2 separate regions of the Bombyx mori genome follow, and region 2 is linked to region 1. A link is a contact called in public Hi-C data. All regions are on one chromosome and are shown on one strand. Each heading gives the region's core, a stretch centred on a gene start, on an enhancer-like site or on the middle of the called end of the contact. The rest is flanking DNA. Distances are from core to core; before and after follow the strand shown.

What was found. A called contact is a pair of places that touch in the nucleus more often than the background predicts.
Region 2: a contact with region 1 is called in a Hi-C map of whole pupa, with 2.3 times the contacts expected there. The contact joins two enhancer-like sites. A contact is called at or near these places in 2 of 7 Hi-C or Micro-C datasets (both in whole pupa).

The regions. Positions count from the first base shown.
Region 1 is chr21:4,165,519-4,172,737 of ASM3026992v2, forward strand. All of the region lies in intron 1 of LOC101741158 (furin-like protease 2), which reads right to left. Among protein-coding and RNA genes, the nearest start is that of LOC101741158, 77 kb to the right of the region's middle. Within about 2 kb of position 4,568, at least 4 of the 8 cell types and tissues checked have open chromatin away from gene starts, as enhancers often do.
Region 2 is chr21:4,214,582-4,221,800 of ASM3026992v2, forward strand. All of the region lies in intron 1 of LOC101741158 (furin-like protease 2), which reads right to left. Among protein-coding and RNA genes, the nearest start is that of LOC101741158, 27 kb to the right of the region's middle. Within about 2 kb of position 4,335, at least 2 of the 8 cell types and tissues checked have open chromatin away from gene starts, as enhancers often do.

The DNA.
Region 1 (7,219 bases), core at 3,318-5,817:
CTGCTGCGACCCCCAACGGGCACTTCAGAGGAGGGAACAAACAATTCCATCCCCTGGAGCACCACGTCTTTAAGACGGTCCGCACAGACGTCAGGATCAGCAGAGGAAAAGCAGAACCGCCCCCATGGGTAGGATGCGTAAAATTCACGCAATCCATCCCAATCTGCTGACAAATACTGCCAAACTCTTCGATACCTGGTCGTCGTTCGACGACTAGGACGAGAGAGTGGTGTGGCAGCACGGATAAGGCAGTGATCAGACGATCCAAGCGGAGCGTCGACCACTACACTGTATCCGGCTGGATCGGTGGTCAGCAGAAGGTCCAACAGAGAAGGCTCGTGCCCCTCAATATCTGGGACACGGGTGGGCTGTGTCACCAGCTGGGAGAGGCCGTAGGCCAGGGCGAAATCGTAGGCAGCCCGACCCGGGAGGTCAGTGGTTCTGGACCCCAACCACTCTTGGTGGTGAGCGTTAAAATCTCCAAGAACCACCACCTCCGCAGATGGGTACTGCTCAAGCACGCGGCTAGTCCCCTCTTGCACATGCTCTATCAGAGCTGAACCTGCATCACTGCTCTGGGACCTGTACAGGCACGCGTAGACTCGGGTACAACCCCCATGGTCTACGCGCAGCCACAAGAGGGACAGGTCCCGTTGTTCGAGGCCTCGTAGACGGCGACAACAGACATCAGCCCGGACGAATACACACACCCCGGCTTTACGCAGGAAGTTGTGCTCCAATACGTAGCCGGGGTATTCAAGGTACGAAGTATCATCCGGAGCAGATATCTGCGTCTCCGTCAGAAAAAGGAGGGCAGGCTGCGCCGTCTCAAGATGGTGGTGTACGGCGTCGAGGTTGCTGTGTAGGCCCCTTACATTGCTGAAATCCACATTAAATGTGGAATGGGGCATCGCCGATAAAACCCTTTTCCTTTTTTGTACAGTCATGTTTGATTTGATTACATGTTGATGATAAAAAAAGGATTACATATTAATTTTTATGATATCCTATTCGTTAAAGTTGAAGTTTATTTTAATTCCCGCGAAGAATATACGAAAAGGTGAGTCGTGCTACTCGTACAATAATAGAATGTTTTTAATAGTAGCTATATTTATAGCTACCGTCGCTCTAGGACATCGGCGATTCCAGAGCTACATACCCAGACTGCTGCACTTCGCAAGACATGCAACCATCGAGGAAGGTAAATTCTAGAACATGATGGTACGATGGACGACGACGTCAATAGAGAAATCATTCCAAATCGATTTGAATACAAAACAATACAATACCGAACATAATTCGTAAAGCCATATGTATATTCACGGTGCACAAACCTCGATGAGGGTCGACATAAAACACATTCAATTTTTGATCCTGATATATTTATGACGTTTAGATTAAATGGTCCGACGGCTGATGAATGTTCTGTGAAAAAAATAAAATTGAAATACATCGACAACACCGAAAAAACGGTAATCTATTGTCGGAATGTCAAGATAACTCATTTTATTTTAGCGACATGCGTTCTGTTGTTCTTTATGATGTGTCGACTAGAAAATTGCATCGACGAAAACATTTCAAAAATGAAATATTAGAAAACTTATAGACCTTAAACTTACTATCGAGGCTCTATAAAACACAATAAAAATCTCAGATAGTAAACGACCATTGGAAATTATGATACCGCCAATTAAAGCCAATACACCTGTATTCAGTATCCGGCCATAAATCTCTGGTAATCCGTCAGGTAGTTAGCTAACGATCCGTAATTGCTTTGTACCTGGGTGTTCGCCTAAAGGCCCGACGCGTCGCCATCTAATTTACAGTTAAATTAAAAACAATAGGTTCGGACACACAGCGCGTACGTTCGGTCCAATAAAGCGTTTGCATTATTCAAAAGGCCGGATGAATTTCGCAAGCTACGGTCCCCGAGTTTAATTTCACTCGTAATTCAGCCATGACCGGTGCGAGATAGCCGGCTCCCAAAAAAGTAAATTATTTATTTGACGTTTATATAAACAATACGTGCTGATTCGGATGGTGGAAGCACAAATTTCAGATGGGTATTGACTATCTCATTTGGACAATTGGATTCAGTATTCTGGATAATTTCGGAAAAAGAAAACTGAGAAAGGCATTCCGGCAATTAATTAAAAAGAACCAAAACTTTTCGATTCCTCTTTAAGCTAATATAAACTTAGATCCTGTAGTTCGATTTGAAAGAGAGCATGAATCTATATATTAATACGTGAAGATAAAACTTTGTATCCCTTTTTACGAAAATTGCGCGGACGGAGGAGTATGAAATTTTCCACACTTATAGAGAATATAGAGAAGAAGTGCACAATGGTAATATTTTTTTAAAATAATGCATGAAAGATACATTGAAGTAATAAAGAAAACATTACACACACTAGATACCATGTATTTGACGCACACACGCATGCATACTATTTATTGTCAAACTTTTGTTCTTGACGTCAGTGGTCAAATTGAGAATAGGTCTTTATTAAAAAAAAATTATAGTGCAGCCTTGGCAAAATTTGTAATTATAGAAGTATACAATACAATCATAATAGTGTGCAAACTTACAATTCCAATTAATTATAGTCGAATTTCGACTACTGGGGGACCTCTAGTATACTTTAAATTGCAATATGGTAGCCACCGGTGATTGGACATCTTGTGAATCACAACCCTGCCTATTTCTGTCAAAAAGGACCTATGGGCTCTAGTCTCAGGGTGGGATAGCTGTTATACAATATAATTGGAAAGAAAATCTCATTCCTCGATGTGGTTGGCAGCATTCACGTAGTGACATCTATGGGCTTCGGTAGGCGCTTAACACTGAGATCGCTATAAAATTAACAAAAAAAGCTTAATGATAGCAGCTCTAAGACAAAACATTTTAAAACCAGTTCAGTGAAAAATCTTAATTAAAAAAATCATCCAAGTTGAATCGCGTGGTATTTGAAACATAAACAAAGGAATATTTTCAATGGGTAATACAGTTCGGGTAACCTTCAACATGCAAATGTCTATCAAAGTTTTGTATTATTTTTTCATACAGTAATATTGTCTGGAATTAACTCATAGCAACATTGTACAGAATTTAATTTAAGAATTCTTCTTCTCTGTCAAAGCAAAACAGGACAGAGAAAAGAATATCCAAAACAAAGAAAAAAAATCTCAGTTTCCGACTCAACGAGCAAATTCGATTGCTGGCCTGATGTCCTCCGACAAAACACAAAAACCGAAACAGGCAAAGCACAATCTTAAATTGAAAATCCGACAACGTTGCCCATTGTTGCACAATACAAGAGAAATGCGGCTGTTCTAATTGCATTTTTCGAAGAAAAACGACTTACATTCCTTTGTGGTTGGGCCATTGTGAGAGCAAGATCGCGGCAGAGTAGTCGATTTGACATTGAGCGATCGAAGCCGCTCTAGTGATCGTTCGACCGTGAATTATAGACTACCAAGAGGCATGTTCCGGACAGCTCCGTCCAATACACGGTACTGTCGACAGCAAAATATTATGTGTCCTTGTAAATATTTAATTAATTAGCAACGTATACTCCTGTTGAGATAAAAAGAAAACTTGTGTAACAAAAGGCGCGTTTGAATAAGATTTTCAATATCAAATCCTATGACATTACCGAGACCGGACAATATAGGTAATTTCAATTAAGTGTTTCTTATTCAAGGTTTAGCACAAAGCGCGTTTGAAACAGAATACGCACGACCCATCTCAACACAATGAAGGTAAAATTCAAAAGGGGCGCCCTCTCTAACAAGGTGTCATCCACCTGACACTATTGTCAGATTCTGCTTTGAAGGACGAATAATCACGTCTCAATAAACGCTTTAGGGCTACGATGAAACATAAATGAATTACCAATTATGTATGTATCAACGATCATAAGCTTCTATCGATTTAACTGGAAATACCTAAATATCAAAGTGCAAGAATTTGCAGTAATAATATTACCGGAAAGACACGACGAGTAGAATCGTGAATCGTTTTAAATGCCAAGATTGTATTGCTCAGGTTTCTATACATCGACACATAACATTGGTACTTTAGCGAAGAAATTCAAAGTTCAATCAGTTATGAGATACGCTATTGACATTCAATCGATCGTTCGAAATGTTGTAATCTGTTAATAACATCATTGGCAATAATGGTATTATTCTATTGTTTGAGATGTTCGCATCAAATTTGAGACGAAACGTTTGATCTGAATTGGTTCGAGCGTACTTAGCAGCGAGATAGAAACCAGTTAGGTAATAATAATGATGACGCGCTACAAAACAGTTACATTCTTACTTTGAACTTGCATTTGATTTTATTAGTTTTGTTACTGGGCAAAATGTGAATAATAATAAAAAAGCACTCACCGATACGATGGCAAATAAAGAACGTAATCCAATAGAAACACCGCAATCAGACGAAACGGAACTCGTAACAAACAGGACAGACTAATAAGATAACTCTAAACGTTAGCCTTTGTAGGCAGTGAAAGTGAACGGCCAGACTATTGGGCCGGACTCTCGATTTCGCATGGCCCGAGGTCTCACTCAGGCTCAAACATTAAATCGCTGCACGTGTACTGTGGCGTAACAACGACGTGTGCCCGGCAACGAGGAATATAAAAAGCAGATTAATATGGACATAAATTTTAGTGTACTCACTTAATCGTCGACAACACTCATATGTATACTATATTGAATTGCCGCATTGTTTTAGAAAGGTATCTCGTAGTGCTTCCAGAAAAATGTTTAATGTTTTATATATATTTTATTGTTAAAATATAGAAATGCTTTTAAGAACTGAAACGTTTTGTGAAGTTTATATTAGGCTGCTTTCCGACTACGCTATAATATAATAGTATATAAATAGCTCATAGCAAAACAATATCGCGCACCACACGTTGTTATGGACACGTTCACACTGTAACTGTTATATTATTGGTTAAGTGTACGCTGCTATACTATATGGCACTATAGTATAGCGTAGTCCGAAAGCAGCTTTAGAATAGAAAACTTTTAAAAATGATACTACAGAATTCGTGTGGTTTGAAAGATATTTACACCTCCAAGAAGTGTTGAGCCAACAGAAATCGAATTTTGCGGTAGGCAGCGGCTTGGCTCTGCTCCTGGCATTGCTGAAGTCCATGGGCGACGGTAACCACTCACTATCAGGTGGGCCGTATGCTAGAACAAAATCATCTAATCACCAGCTTAACTAGCGGCCACGGTACGGTACTAATTTAGTCCAAATTAAATTACGTCACATTCGGTAAAATCGCGCAAACTTTATGTTAACACGTCCGAGCGGTGCCGGTGTGTCGATTATGCAAAAATTTCGCAAGCGAATCGATAAGGCGGAGAAACTTGAAATTCGTATAAGCGATAACGAAATCTGGAAACAGACGTTCGCCATTCACGATGAATAAAAATATCACGTATTCATTGAATTTAGAACAGTGGTTTTGTTCGAAATTCAGTTGACTTGTCTCTTTGCGGGAAATTCATTTTGATTATGTAACGATCAACAAAATATATCATCACTTCACAATTTACAATCGTGTCCAACAAAAGTATCAACTAGTAATTTATATGCATTACAAACCAATATACGAAAATATAAATAATACTGTTCCATAGTGAGGACGTAAAAATAAAAACTAAATTACTAAGCGATGATGAGAGACGGTAATCTTATCCGATCGAGTACGTCATATCTTCCTTCACTAGTCACGTTATAAAGGCGCTTCAATCCATTGAAAAAAATATCTAAGAGCAAGACCTACCAAGTTTAAACGTGTGGGAAGGCGCTATTTCTATTTCACGAACGGACTTTCTATTTTATTGTGTCGGAAACGTGTACCTAACGCGACGTTGGTGACATCACTTATTGCACTTGGCTACTTTTTGTTCGTGGCCAGTGTACATCGGGATTGGTCGCAATGAAATTGGAAGGCGCCCCGCGTTGACAACTAGATTCGGTCCAACGCCGACGCCTCTCGGAGACCGGCGCTTGCTCGTGATTAAACTGACATACGTACCTGAAACAATTACATCGCATATGAGAAATGTTTTTGACGGAGAAAAGACCAAATGTAGTCTGGTTTACTGGTGGTAGGACCTCTTATGAGTCCGCGCGGGTAGGTACCACCGCCCTGCCTATTTCTACCGTGAAGCAGTAATGCGTTTCGGTTTGAAGGGTGGGGTAGCCGTTGTAACTATACTTGAGACCTTAGAACTTATATCTCAAGATGAGTAGCGCATTTACGTTGTTAATGTCTATGGGTTCCAGTAAAAAAAAAGAAAACGAGGGATGAAAAGCTATTTCGTTTAAGGGACATTTTTGCAACTTTACAGGAGAGCCATTTAAAATTTGGCAATAATATAATACCAAAAAATATCTTCAGCTATATGAATGGAGTAAACTTATTAGCACTTACTGTTGATGCTAATACCAAATAAAACGCACCTTTAATTACAAAGATAAATGTCGGGTATTAAGAGAAACCAAACAGCATTTCACCCCTCGATATATGCACATTAATAAATTTGAAATAGTGTACATCACATGTGTATTTAGGTGTCTGTTTGAAAGTTATGGCCCTTATTCCAATTCACAGTTGTGACTTTAACGGCTTCTTATTGAAATGCTAAACATGCCACCAGACTTTTGTAATTGGCTTATATAGCAAATTAACTTATAGTTCTTCTGGCGTTGGACAATTAATAGAGCCCTTATAATTCAGAAGGTTAATACCGGTGCCCCCATGATAAAATAGACGACGGTTTTAATTGCATCAAAATAAAGACCATTCAAAATTGAACACTCCTAGTACTGCTTTAGGACATACGTTTGACTAGACGAACTATCGGCCACAATACTTTCAATTATTCATACATTTTGTTTAATTTATGGTAAAAATCGATAGCCATAACCTAAGGCATATGGGTATATAGAAAAAATGGTATGAGTTCCAGGATCGTACCACGGTAGATACAATAACATGACCTGACCACGAGGACATTGGACGCATTTCACGTACAAAGAAATTTAAATTTAGAAATTCGTACAGAGATTTCTGCGATTACCCAATTTAAAGTAAAAGCTAAATTTGCACTGCCAACGTTAAAGAAAGTTAAAAAACCTCACGGCGGCATTGCGCAATCCGCCCGTATTCGTTTGAAGCGA
Region 2 (7,219 bases), core at 3,085-5,584, 49 kb after region 1:
TGTATGCACGTATTTTAAAGTCTAGTGATGTATCCGTAGTTAAACTATTGTTTATCTATCTTCTATCTATGGATATAATATATAAAAATGAATTGCTGTTTTTTAGTCTCGCTAAAACTCGAGAACGGCTGGACCGATTTGGCTAACTTTGGTCTTGAATTATTTGTCGAAGTCTCGAGAAGGTTTAAAAGGTAGATAAATATGAAAATGCTCGGAATTAAATAAAGTTTACGTTTTTTTATTCATCGATTGAGGCAATACGAAGTCTGCCGGGTCAGCTAGTACTAATATATAAATCTACAGTGGTTTTTACGAATGTTCCGTTGCAACTACTAAGCCATGCATCCGATTGACTTGGAACTTGGTATCCATGTAGAATATAAATGTACTTAATGGATAGGCTAGAATATTTATATGAGTGTTGGACTCTCTAATAATAATGACAATAAATAATAATGTTAATTTTAAATGCCCAGCGAAGCGGGCGAGTACGGCTAGTTAGATAATAAGTTCTTGAGTGTATCCATTTAATTGGAGGGCTAAGTAGCACATAGCTTATTTAAGTACACTAATAACACAATAAAATTAGCATAATTTTTTAAACTATTAAGTTTGTGTGTCACATTAAGAGAAGGGAAACGTTCTGTAGCAGAAACAGTAGTATCTATATATTAATACGTGAAGCAAAAACTTTGTATCCCTTTTTACGAAAATTGCACGGACGGAGGAGTATGAAATTTAGAGAATATAGAGAAGAAGTGCACAATGCTAATATTTTTTTTAAATAATGCATAAAAGATACATTAAATCAATAAAGAAAACCTTAAACACACTACACACCATGATTTTAACGCACACACGCATGCATACTATTTATTGTCAAACTTTTGTTCTTGACATCTGTTGTCAAATTGAGAACAGATTGAAATTAAATATTGTTTGTCTTTATTCATATTTTTTTATAGAGTGGCCTTGGCGAAATTTGTGATTATAGAAGTATAACATACAATCATAATAGTGTACAAACTTACAATTCCAATTAATTATAGTCGAATTTCGACTACTGCGGGACCTCTAGTATATTTTAAAAGAATAGTGACCTATTGTCTATTAGATAATACGCGCTTACGTAGCTTCGTTTAATTAAATAGCTAAATAGCAAATAGCTTATATAACAACGCTTATAACACAACGAAATTAACGTTATTTTTTTAATACTGTTACGTTTGCGTGTAGGTGCTAAAGTCAGTGATTCGTCATGTTGCGACACAATTATCGTTCTAATGATGTCGTGTTTCGCACGGCTCGTTTCTCGTCCAACTAAGCATGCCAGCTAACAGCCCTCACCCACAGACCTGTTCTGGATTCGAAGACGCTTCCCGCTGACGATTACTTACCTAAAAACAAAAATAATAAAATCAATTAATGAACGAATTAACGATGATACCTTATGTAGGTCTCTAGTGTTTTATTGCGGTTCATCTGGAGTTAATATAAATATAAATATATTTAAATAAATATAAATATAAATATTTTACTAACAATCACGCCACGTTAACTGGTCCCGTGATAAGTTCGTAAAGAACTTGTGTTACAGGTACCAGATAACGGAAATAAATAAATGTAAGATTTTTATTATACACATACATATATTTAATATACATCCATAACCCTGGAAAAGACATTTATATTTATCATACAAATATCTTCCCTTGGCGGGATTCGAACCCGCGACCCTCTAGTGTAGTGACCATGTCACTTACCACTACACCAGACGGACGTTGTTAAGTTAAGTGGTTAACGAAGCTCATTAACATAGTCTGAATGACGCCACCCGCCTTGAAGCATGAGGTCGATCTCAACCAAAACAAACATGTACCTTTAGTGATTTTGCAAAGTTTTTTCTTATTGTAACTATAGGCAGACGAGCATACCTGATGGTGAATGGCCAACGTTATGGATATCAACTTTCTTTTTCTAACTAATCTGATAGCCTTGAGATACTATATCAGCGTAAACTAACAAGCAAGTGAGCTCACGCGGCTTAAACCTGACGATGTTGCTAACACTAACCCTAGCAAGAGCAATGCTTCGCAGAATCTACCACCGGATCGGCAACGCGACCCACTGAGAAAATCCAACGAGAAACTCAGTGGACTGCATCTGTGGGTCAATTTACTCGCCGAGCCCTTCGTCACAAGCGATGGGTTCGACGAGAACGATGACCGGTATCAACAATAACATGCCCACGATAAAACTGCTTACTAACGACCAGTCACCGCATATCTGTTCCTGTCGCATGAGAAATTCTCGTTCCGATATCAACAGTGCTAACTCATATTATTGTGTCATTGACAGTTTCATCTTAAGTCTCAAGATGGATGATACTCTTTTTAATTTACTTATTATTAGGACTGCGATAACTGCTTACAAACAACAGCCGGACCGTAAACATGACATGTATACGCAAAGTTTGCAACAAAATCCTAACGCAGTAGGCATTTTAATGGAACAAATGTTTATGAATCAAGCAAGTAACGCACCGTGAACATGTACTGACCGTTACTAATCTATATTAACTATTTTTTCACTATACACCCACACCTTTCAGATCAAACAATATTACACAAATGTATATATGATCGGTCGATATACATAAACAGATCCGAAAGATCTTATGTTCTACATCAATCATTAGACAGTCGGGTTCGTATCAAAAACACGCACGTATATTTAAATTTGTTTGTTTAACTACTGAGTAGTGAGTTAGTATATTTTCGGACACGCTTCCAACTAATTTTTAGAGAAAGCGAAATAATAAATAATAGTTTAAAAAAACTAAAAAAATATGCGTTGTATCAGTAGTTATAAATATTTTATGAACAGATATGAGTAGAAGGGTTACTTTGGTAATATCCTGAAAAGCACCCCACGCTTTTTTACAATAAAATCATTTTTTCTTACACTTTTTTTAATTCAAATTTTATAAGATTTATTTTCTATTTTTTAGTTGGATTTTCTATAAAAGCGTATCTTTTTATTTTTTTTACACTATTACTTATTTATTTTTCATTTTTTAGTTTAATTAAATTTTTTTCAATTCTTTTATTTTTTATTAATATTGAATTGTCATCGGTCCTTAATAAGTATACCAAATTTCGAGTTAATCCGACGTTTTGAAGGGGGTCAAAATCATGTTCAGAGAGATTCCGTTATAAACATACATACATACGTCTGAAGCTATTATAATAAAGGCGTATTAAAAATAGAGCGATATTATCGACGGGCGGCAGACATGAGCCTTATTGCGTTTAGCCGCTGACCACTTGGAGCCTGGACCTGGAGTCAATCATAAAGATAAAGCATTCCCACACACAAGCACCGGTCGCTGGTCAGCCGACACGACCCCACACACGTCATCGGAGACCATTCGACAATTTTATCACCTCGTAAACGCACCGCGGCTGGCACCACGGTCGTTAATTGCCGTATTTTCGAGCTAAACGCTTGAATTAATTTAATATTCATTCAGTCCCATTCGGGCTATCAAAATCCGACCTCTGTACCACGAAAACTCGGCCATGCGGATATGATTAAAACAACCAACCCATAATCAATACGTTTACGTCGATTAGCTCACACGCTGTTGTTCTCTGTAAACACATAGTACCTACACTCTAGAATTTAAAACACGAATCAATTTAAATTGAATTAATTTACATTTTTTAATCACGCTTTACTGAAATCTAGCAGAGTAAATGCAAATATTCATGCTGTAGGTTTCACAGTGACCGCCTTGAATATATTACTACTACAAGAACAAAGTGAAGTATCTTCTGATATCGCCAACAGACACAGCCCACTGAGTTTCTCGCCGGATCTTCTCAGTAGGTCGCGATTCCGCTAACTAATTCCGACTAATTCATCGAATTTAGTATAGCCCCTCGAATACCGCCCGCCACTGGAGTTGAGTTCATCTATATATCCACAGTGCCTTTCCAGAGATAGTTTTTGCCACGTACCATCTGGCTTTGGAATGAGCTCCCCTCCACGATTTTTCCCGACCGCTATGACATGTCCTTCTTCAAACGAGGCTTGTGGAGAGTATTAAACGGTAAGCAGTAGTTTGGCTCTGCCTCTGGCATTGCTGAAGTCCATGGGCGACGGTAACCAGTCACCATCCGATGGGCCGTATGCTCGTCTGACTACAACGGGCAAAAAATAAAAAAAAACTAGAATAGGTAGGAAAAACAATGTGATATCGCACTAGCATTGTAATTGTACATTGCCTGTGGCGCGTCGAAGCGCTTGTTTATGTAAATATGACGGAGGATGGCGTGCTAGACGCGCTACGTCACGAGATTAACGATGTCCCGACCTCGGGCGACAACTGTGACGTGGAGCATCTGAAGATTACGCCATCATTAAGCAAGTTATAATCGTGTACGAGAGAGACGCCTTCATAATTTCGTAGGTAAATTCATGTCGCAAACTCATCCGAGACAAATATAATTATGTTGATTGAAAAACTTTTAGGGTTTAATTTCGTGTTTATTATTCGTTTGGTAATTTCAAACGTTACGTGTTATTTACATATTTCTTTATCGCAGAGAATTTTTTTTTTTTTAAATGTTTTCTTCGAGGTCAAACGGTCGTGATTACTGACCATCGATATTAATCAATGGTAGTTAAATATCGAGGACAAAAGATCTCGCGGACGATCTCCAACACGACGGACCGACCTCTTAAAATCTGTGACTCACTCCAACATAAATGATTGCTCTCACTCTGCGATCTCACTCAACATCGTGCCATATGGCGTCGCATCGCGAGAGCAGCGGTAATGCAGGATCCGACTGATGCATGACCACGAACGACCACTCTGTCAAGAGTGTACGAATAGGAAGAAGAAGAAATACACCAAGTCAAATCGCTGCCTAAGGTCCCATCAAGGACTCTTTCAAAGAAAGGAATTTTCGAGGTTTTTTTTAAAATAAGATTTCATAAGATTTTTCTTTTATTCAAAATAACCCACATAGACAAATTCAATCTAAAGTTATTATAGTATGTATGGCCGGATTCTCTTTAGAAGATTCAACTGAATCAAACAATGTCTAGTAATTATAATTTGAGAGCGATGCTATTAAGTTCAAAGAGCACCAAAATAGTCCCAATTTTATTTGCTTATTTTTTTCATAAATTTTTCCTCCTTTTGTCTGATATTCATTTTAAAGTCCCTCACCATATACTAGTGGTACCGCGTGTAGTGAGCAAACAAGGCTCAGCACCACTATTTTGCTTATTTAAAAGCAACTAGACGATGACCGAGCTTTCCTCGGTTTTTTTTTTGATAACGCCATCTTGTTGTGTCTTTAAAGCGGTTAGTTGCCCTCGATTAAGAAAAATAGTATTATTATTCGCCAATAGATGTCGGAAAGTGTTGATTATTGAAAACACGAATTAAAAAACATTTTCTGAAAATAAATCGTAGCTAGATCGATTTATCGCCCCCGAAATCTCCTGTATACTAAATTCTATGAAAATCGTTGGAGCCGTTTCCGAGATTCAGATTATATATATACTAATATTCAAGAATTGCTCGTTTAAAGGTATAATTATGCATACAAGTTTGAAGAATAGGAAAACAGTTAGTTATTCACGATATTAAGTGTATGGATCTCTCTAATCGATCGGCTACACGTATATATGTATATATATATATATATATATCTACTCAAATAAACTAATATACGCCAACAGTTTTGACACACATCTATTTTTGACACACATCTATATTCGTACAATTTCATTTCGCAACGATCTTACGGTACACGTGTAGCTTCTCAATATTAAAACTAGATTGAAATTTTAATTTAAAACATAATTTTATTCGATTAACAAATTAAACACTAATAAATTACGATGAATTAATGTAATGTTTTGTTTTAGAAACTTTTCCATTGGAGAACTAGAGTAATGATCCGACACATCACTAATCCAAAGCCGCTATTGATACTCTAGTCGAGGTAATGAAACACTATATTGACAATTTTCCTACCATTCAAAGAATAAAGATTTTCTTTCAAAAATGGCCAAGAAATGTGACTGACCGGCGTAAACATTTTTTTTTTTAAAAGACATACATTACCAACTAGCTTACAGCTATCGCCCTAAAGCAATACAAACAAAAAATATAGCCGACTATTGCACGCACAAGTTTATTTCTTCGCTAATACTTAATATTAACTTTACATTGGCGAACGCAAACCTTAAAAACCATCACTTCCCCCATTCAAGCCGACTCATAAAAGTTTCATTACTATAAATTATTTCTTAATCCATCCGCGGCAAGTCTGAGCGCAACAATGTTAATTTTAGTGTCATTACTGGAACAATGTAAACGCGTCTAATCCATACGGCTTCGCGTCCCTATTCTGTAACTGTTTAAGTAATTACCGTGTGACATAAGCCTGTGTTTCCTTTGTCTTCGCATCAAGAATAATTGCTAACGTTCCAGTGTGCTTATGAATACCTCATATTCTAGGGTTTATTTATGCTAAAACAATCTGATGAGTGGTCAGACGATCTCTAGACGCACCCGGTGTTACTAAAGACCCGCACAGAGATTGACACGATTATACTCAAAAAGTTTTTTTTTTTTAATTGCTTAGGTGGGTGGACAAGCTCACAGCCCACCTGATGTTAAGTGGTTACTGGAGCCCATTGACATTCACAACGTAAATGCGCCACCCACCTTGAGATATAAATTCTAAGGTCTCAAGTATAGTTACAACGGCTGCCCCACCCTTCAAACCGAAACGCATTACTGCTTCACGGCAGAAATAGGCAGGATTGACTCTTATCTTCTGCTTAATAACCGAAAATACACTCTAGCTTTATGTTGAAGCACTTAAAGAAAACGTTCATACATTTTGAGCTGCAGTACCTACCCAAACATATTCACACGAGAACAAAATGCAATATAAACAAATGAAATAAAATAAGACCCCCGGCACCGTACCCGCTTTATAGGTCATTTAATTTATTCTCCATTCACTTATTTCCGTCGAAGGGATCTTCTCTTACGACCGAATGGGTTTCGCAAATAAACCTAATTTTATCTGAACAATACGATGTTTCTTTTCAATTTAACAAATTAAACAGCTCGCGAGTAAACTGACTCGAATAATCCACGATTGGATCTAATGCGGCTGAAAGG